Regions from separate parts of the Mus musculus genome. Here region 2 is linked to region 1. A link is a contact called in public Hi-C data. All regions are on one chromosome and are shown on one strand. The core of a region is the stretch at or near the end of the contact, and the rest is flanking DNA. Distances in the headings are between cores, read along the strand shown.

The links. Hi-C and Micro-C count contacts between places; a contact is called where the count stands out from the background.
Region 2: a Hi-C map of embryonic stem cells shows a contact between it and region 1, with 2.7 times the contacts expected there. The contact joins two enhancer-like sites. A contact is called at or near these places in 2 of 39 promoter capture datasets (both in embryonic stem cells), 2 of 15 datasets of contacts at CTCF or cohesin (embryonic stem cells and pro-B cells), 107 of 484 Hi-C or Micro-C datasets (the AtT-20 cell line, B cells, the BV-2 cell line and 46 more), 3 of 115 datasets of contacts at active chromatin or transcription factors (all in embryonic stem cells) and 1 of 9 other capture datasets (embryonic stem cells).

What each region holds. Positions count from the first base shown.
Region 1 is chr17:87,761,811-87,765,251 of GRCm38.p6, reverse strand. The region is part of intron 1 of Kcnk12 (potassium channel, subfamily K, member 12); the gene reads left to right. Among named protein-coding and RNA genes, the nearest start is that of Kcnk12, 34 kb to the left of the region's middle. Within about 2 kb of position 1,846, at least 57 of the 459 cell types and tissues checked have an H3K27ac peak or open chromatin away from gene starts, as enhancers often do. A contact at or near this core is called in pancreatic cancer cells, where this site is marked.
Region 2 is chr17:87,947,492-87,950,932 of GRCm38.p6, reverse strand. No RefSeq gene overlaps it. Among named protein-coding and RNA genes, the nearest start is that of Msh6, 26 kb to the left of the region's middle. Within about 2 kb of position 1,757, at least 27 of the 459 cell types and tissues checked have an H3K27ac peak or open chromatin away from gene starts, as enhancers often do. A contact at or near this core is called in pancreatic cancer cells, where this site is marked.

The DNA.
Region 1 (3,441 bases), core at 597-3,096:
AGGTGAGGTGGTGTGCAGAATGTGGCAGTGTTCCCAGGCCATCTCTGTGGTCACTGGGAGAGGACAAGGCTGGTCAGCCGAGGAGGAGGAGCAAGGCCATGGAAGGCCTTGTCCAGTGCGTTATTCTATGACCTTCACCAAGGTCATTGACAGTTCCCCCCCACACCCCATCTTTGTCAATGTCCTGTGGTTGTGAAGAGACATCATGACCACAGCAACTCCCATAAAGGAAAACATTTAACTGGGGCTGGCTCACATACGTGTTCAGAGGTTCAGTCCATTATCGTCATGGAAGGAAGCCTGAAGGCGTGCAGGCAGATCCGGTGCTGGAGTTTTACATTTCAGCAGACAGCAAGCAGGAAGAGAGAGTCACACTGGGCCTGGCTTGAGGATTTGAAACCTCAAGCCCATCCTGAGGGACACACTTCCTCCTGTGAGGCCACATGCACTCCAACGAGGCCATGCCTCCTAATAGCACCAATCTCCTAGTGACCAAGCATCCAAATCTATAAGCCTACGGGGGGGACCATTCCTATTCAAACCACCTCAGCCCCCATCCCCAAACTTATTCCACAGAGCTAGGGTAGCATCCTGATCACAGCAAACCTCGGTGTGGGATGGTCAGGTATGTGTACTGAAGCAAGACCACAGCTTCATCCTTTTACTTGTGGGCTGGGGGGCAGGGCAGGGTGGAGTTCGAGAAGACAGTGGAAAGGCTTTGGGTTCACAAACTGTGCCCTGTGTTCTATGTTCTTTCCTACTCGGCCCTTCCCCAAGCCTGTGTAATGGCTCTGGATTGCACCTCCGAAAGCACTAATGGGGTGCTAGGCCTGGGGCTCCAAAGGTTTCATTCACTCCAAGGTTCCACTTACTTCCTCTACCACACATGGTCATTGGCTTTCCTGCTACAGCGGCTGAGAGCAGAGTTTGCACTTAGAACCAGCCCACCCTATGTCATCAGCTTAGCCATGGTAATCCCACCCTTGCTGACCCCTGCCGGACTCTCAGGGAGGCTCTGAGCTGATATGGTAGTTGCTTTGATGGACTTGTCTGCCAGCCCCTAGATGGGGCATGTCAGCAGGTTAGCAGGGTAGACAGGGATTCTCTGTGGACCCTCCTGGGTACTTCTCTGGATGTAGCAGTGGGTCTATTTTCCTTGTGCCTTCTTGTCTACTATGAACAATTCAACAATTCACCATCTGTGGAGGGGTGGGGGGTTGCTGGCAGATGTAGAACACCATAATCAAAAAAGACCAAGACTGTGCATCTCTGTAGGTCACCGAGGCATCCCCAGAACCTGGCAGCTAGCTTTTAGGGGCTCTGTCCCCTCTCTCTGTAAGTACCATGTCTCTTCAGCCTGGACACAGAGGCCCCCAAGGCAGCCTGAGGCTACACAGGAGGGCAGGAGGAAGCTATACATGGAGATGTATATAAGGGCCTGGCTAAAGGGAGTTGAATCTTCCCCAGCAAACAGACTTCTTTCCCTTCTAGAACCATGGTATTTAGGGGCTGCCTTCTCCCATCCCTTCTCTTTCTCTCTCTGAGGGTCAGCCAGACTCTTCCTGGTCATCCCTGGAGCACCATAAGAGTTCTCTGAAGTGGGGTGATCAAGGAGCGGGGCTTAACAGGCAGTAGAACAATTCTGCAGCCAGCTGCTCCTAACCCTGTGTTCTTGTTGGCCACACTTCTGCCTCAGCCAAGGCCTTGTCTGGTTTTAGGTTCTGTCTCTGCCCAAAGTCTTGGGCTGAGGCTGGGGTTCTGCTCCTTGGATGGGGGTGCAGGAGGGGTGCTGATCTCATCTTTGAAGGGGATTAGTCATCACCGAGACAGGGACAGAGCTGGGGTGGGTGCAGGATAGAGCCTGACTCTATGTAAATGAGTCATCTTCCCTGCGAGCTCCAGAGGGCCTGCATTTGACAGCGGCTCCCCAGGAGAGGTTGTGGAGCGGAGCTACTCGGAGGCAGGAGTAGTTACCCGGCTTTTAATAACTCAGTTTGTTGAATGATTTCTGGTGAGGAGAGAAGAGTTTAATCCCAGAGACGAGGCACAGAGTGGGGGTTGAGAGCAGCCCCAGCAGGAAATCTATGCCAGGACACAGAGCTCCAGGGAACTGCTTTTTGCTCACAGCTTAACAAAACCTTTCTCATGTTGAAAAGCGCTGGCCTAGCTAGAGGCTGGACTGTGGCTCAGAGGTAAGGAGCTCGCTGTGTGTGTGTACATGTACAAGGTCTTGCATGACATCTTCATCACCGTCAGAGAGAAAACACTGACCTGCCCCATGGAATTCAGTCCCATTTCTCAGCTTCCCTGGCCCCTGAGGCTCCCCAGCCCTCAGCCTCCCTGCCATTAAACAAAGAACATCATCTCCCGGGTCCCAAAAGGCAGGCCAGGCAAGCCTGCCTAGGATGATGGGAGGCAGTACTTTTGTCCTGTGGCTGGCTGGCTCCTGCCTCTGTATCCAGTCACCAGACACTGGAGTGAGACAGACACCCACCCCTGCACTCACAGGCGAGGCCTAAGTCAGACATCCCTGCTTTTCAAATTGGCCCAAGCACAAGCAGCAACTAACATGGAACACAAGGTCTCAGTCTCAGCTTTCCCACCAACATCTACCTGTCTGTCTGTCTGTCTGTCTGTCTGTCTGTCTGTCTATCTATCTATCTATCATCTACCTATCATCGACCTATCATCTATCTATCTATCTATCTATCTATCTATCTATCATCTATCTATGTATCTATGTATCTATGTATCTATCTACCTATCTACCTATTATCTGTCATCTACCTATCATCTATCTATCCATCATCTGTCATCTACCTATCATCTATCTATCCATCATCTATCTACCTATCTATCATCTATCTATCTATCTATCTATCTATCTATCTATCTATCTATCTATCTATCTATTTATCTATCTATCATCTACCTATCATCTATCTACCTATCATCTACTTATCTATCATCTATCTATCATCTATCTATCTATGTATCTACCTATCATCTATCATCTACCTATCATCTATGTATCTATGTATCTATCTACCTATCATCTATCTATCATCTACCTATCATCTATCTATGTATCTATGTATCTATCTACCTATTATCTATCTATCATCTACCTATCATCTATCTATCCATCATCTATCTATCTACCTATCATCTATCTATCTATCTATCTATCTATCTATCTATCTATCATCTACCTATCATCTATCTATCATCTATCTACCTATCATCTACTTATCTATCATCTACCTATCATCTATCTATCTATCTATCTATCTATCTATCATCTATCTATCATCTATCTACCTATCATCTCTCTACCTATCTTTGGGACTTGACAAAGCTGGTGCTTACCCCTACATGGACCTCCTACCATCAGAGAGCCCAGAGGTGAAGCTGAGGCTCAGTGAAGGGAAGAGATGTGTC
Region 2 (3,441 bases), core at 508-3,007, 190 kb before region 1:
TGATTTGTCTCCTCAGCGGCCTCCCAAGGCAGACTCAGGTGGGCCGTGCTTGTAGCTGTTGGGGTTCAAAATGAAGTATCCTAAGATATAGCACCTGTGGGCATTTCTGAGTACAATCACCTATCTCTTAACAGTAGGAATGTATCCTGAGAATGTACTGTCAGGCTGTCTGATCTGAGTGCATCTCATATCCCAGGTGTCCTGCCCCATGCCTAAAGAGAAAGGCTGTCATATATGGACGCAGAATAACAGGCATGCCAGATCCCTCAGTCTACAGCGGAGCATGGAGGGACATACTTGTATAGTCCCAGCACTGGGGGTAGGGTGGGGTGGGGTTGGGCAGAGGATCGGTCAAGACCATCCTCAGCAAAGGTTTTGTTTTGTTTTGTTTTGTTTTGTTTGTTGTTGTTTTTAAACAGATCTTGCCTGAGTTTATTTGTAAAAGCAGCATAGGACACTGGTCATTTGCAAATAGTGTGTGGGTAGGTGTGTCACAGCAGTCCATCTGTCTTCACACTGGCAGAAGCCTTTTCTCTGGGGCCTTCACAGGGGCCTGGGCACCTTTGGGGGCCTGGGCTGGAGCTGAAGCCTGGGTCTTAGCTGGAGCGTTGGCCTGTGCCTTGGTTTGAACCTTGGGCTTTGGTTGGCAGCGCTTACGACCCTTGGCCATGTAGCTTCGAATCTGCTTCCCAAGCTTGGGGTGAGCGATGAAAGCCCTGGCGATGGCTGAGTTTGCGGCTGGGGCCCTTTGGCATCTTGGGCTTGATGGCCTGAGGCTTCACGAGGGCCTTGTTGGCCTCTGCGCGCGCACTCACTGCCTTTGCATTGTTGGCCTGCATCTTCTCCAGGCCTTTCTGTTGTGCTTCTTGGCAATGCGCATGTTCCTCAGGAACTTGGGGTCAACCCCCTCAAGAGATTCGTATCTTTGCGACCGGGGTTTCTTGATGTCATTTCTGTGCCAGTTGCGGGACTGGTTGTGTGTGCCGTGGTTCTTAGACTTGGCCACGTCTGCACGGTAACCCGCGGCTCCCGCAGCGCCTGAGACCGGAAGACCTCAGCAAAGTTTTAAGTTGGAGGTTTCCATGGTTACACAGAGACACATAGCCTCAAGAAACAAGCAGGCAGTTCCAAACCAAACCAACCTGACCAACCAACTCACCCACTCTTTCCCAGGCTTTCAGTGTTGTTGTTGTTTGTTTTTCATACTGTTTAGAACATTCACTTTTTTAAAAATTAGATTCTTCCTTCCTTCCTGTTTGTTTGTTTGTTTCTAGACAGGGTTTCTCTGTGTAGCCCTGGCTGTCCTGGAACTCACTCTGTAGACCAGGCTGTCCTCAAACTCAGAAATCCGCCTGCCTCTGCCTCCCGAGTGCTGGGATTAAAGGCGTGCGCCACCACTGCCCAGTTTATTTACATTTCACATATCATCCCCTTTCTTGGTTTCCCCCTCCAAAAACTCCCTATCCCTTACCCCCTGCTCACCAACCCACCCACTCCCGCTTCCTGGCCCTGGCATTCCCCTACACTGGGGCATCGAGCCTTCACAGGACCAAGGACCAGGCTTGCATCCTTACTGCTCCTGAATTACCTAAGGCTAGTGATATGAGTTTACGATGTTTGCCTCTTGTTGTCTAGCCGAGACTTTGGAAAAGCACCATGTGGCTCGAAACCCGCCTCATTTACTGGCTTCCTTCCTCACAACCACTCTTGGTCTGCAAGAGCCCTAGCCAGGTTAAGCAGGCTGCAGCTGCAAGGCTCCGTGCAGCCACCAGGGGTCAGCCTTCGCCAGGCCGTGAACCCAGAGACTCGGTTCGTCTAAAGCTCCACTTGGCTCTTTCAGTTTGGGCTCCTGGGACCCCATCCTACTGAAATAGCCAGCACCCCTATATTTTCCTGGTCCCAGAGAGAAATGTGAGATCAAACTCGGGGTATAGAAGTAAGGCTGTCAAATAAACCTCAGGGACACAGTTACATCTGAATTCTCTATCTCCCCTCACTTCTGTTATACACACATGCATACAAAATAAAATAAAAAATACATATTTGTTTAGGTTGTTTGTTTTTGTTTTGTTTTTAAGACAGGTTCTCACTATGTAGCCTTGGCTGACGTAGAGCCCATTCTATAGGCCAGGCTGACTTTAAAGTCACAGAGGTCTGTCTGCCTCTGCCTCCCAAGGGCTGGGGTTAAAGGTGTATACAATCATACCTAGCTACAATAAACTAAAAACAAATAGCAATGTTTATAACCTACAATTTCAAACTTCTGGCCTCCAAACCCTCAAGTTGCGGCCTTCAGTCTGAGTAAATCTCATCAAGTCCTCACTGAGATAACCATCATAGGTCATGCTTTTCTCTCTGGCCTCCAGCTGCTCATGAGGCCTAGGCAGGTCTGACGGGCCTCGTCAGTGGGAACAAGCTGAATGCTGTGTTCAGTATTGCCTTGTGTCGGTTTTGAAACAGCCCCCGAGAAGCCGCTTTTGTCCTGACTTCTCGTGTGAGCCCACAGGTGACTGAAGGCAGGACGCCATCTCTGCGTGTGTCTCCATCCCCTTTACTTTCGCAGAGGACACTGAAGTTGCTCCGAAACCTGCAGTCATCCTGGCTCCCAGGAGAAGTAGAAGCTCAGTGCGCAGACCCCTCCTCCAGAGGACGCGGGGGTAGCCATCACCCGAGAACTGACCTGTCCCCTCAGATAAGACCTTCTGACCACTTTTGCAGAACTCAGACTGAAAGGGTGGCAGGCAGGGCCACACCTCGATCAAGACTCCTGACCTTGGTAGATCCATTTTTTGTGAGTTTGAAGCCAGACTGATCTAGATAGCAGATTCTAGGCCAGCCAGGTCTGCGCACTGCTGCACCTTGACCCTTGCCAGAATCCATCCTCTGTTTAAACCTAAATGATTTGCTGGTAGGGGCATTTACCATCAGCCAGATGACCCACATGGTGGAAGGAGGTGATTCCTCCAAGTTGTCCTCTGACATCCCTTCATACACATTCACTCTTTGTGTGTATGTTGTATATGGATGTGTGGGTCACTGTTCTTTTTCTTGGGCTGTTTCTTTGTCTCCTAATGTGGCCACATTGAAAAAAAGTCTCGCATGGTGGTACACTCTTGATCCTACCACTTGAGAGGTAGAGGCAGGTTGATATTTTGTAACTTTGAAGACAGCTTGATCTAGATAGTGAATTCTAGGCCAACCAGAGCTACATAGTAACACTCTGCAGAGAGAGAGAGAGAGAGAGAGAGAGAGAGAGAGAGAGAGAGAAACGAAAGGAAAACAAAGACGATAAACCTCTTTTGTCTGTTTTCTCTACCATGTTCCTTTAATTGATATGATGGATGGAGGATCCATCCTAGCCTTCTGGGGCTGCCAGAGCCCAAGCTCCTGAAGCTCCAATCGCAAACTGTAAAAAATGTACTCATCAGTAAGTTTTCGCTA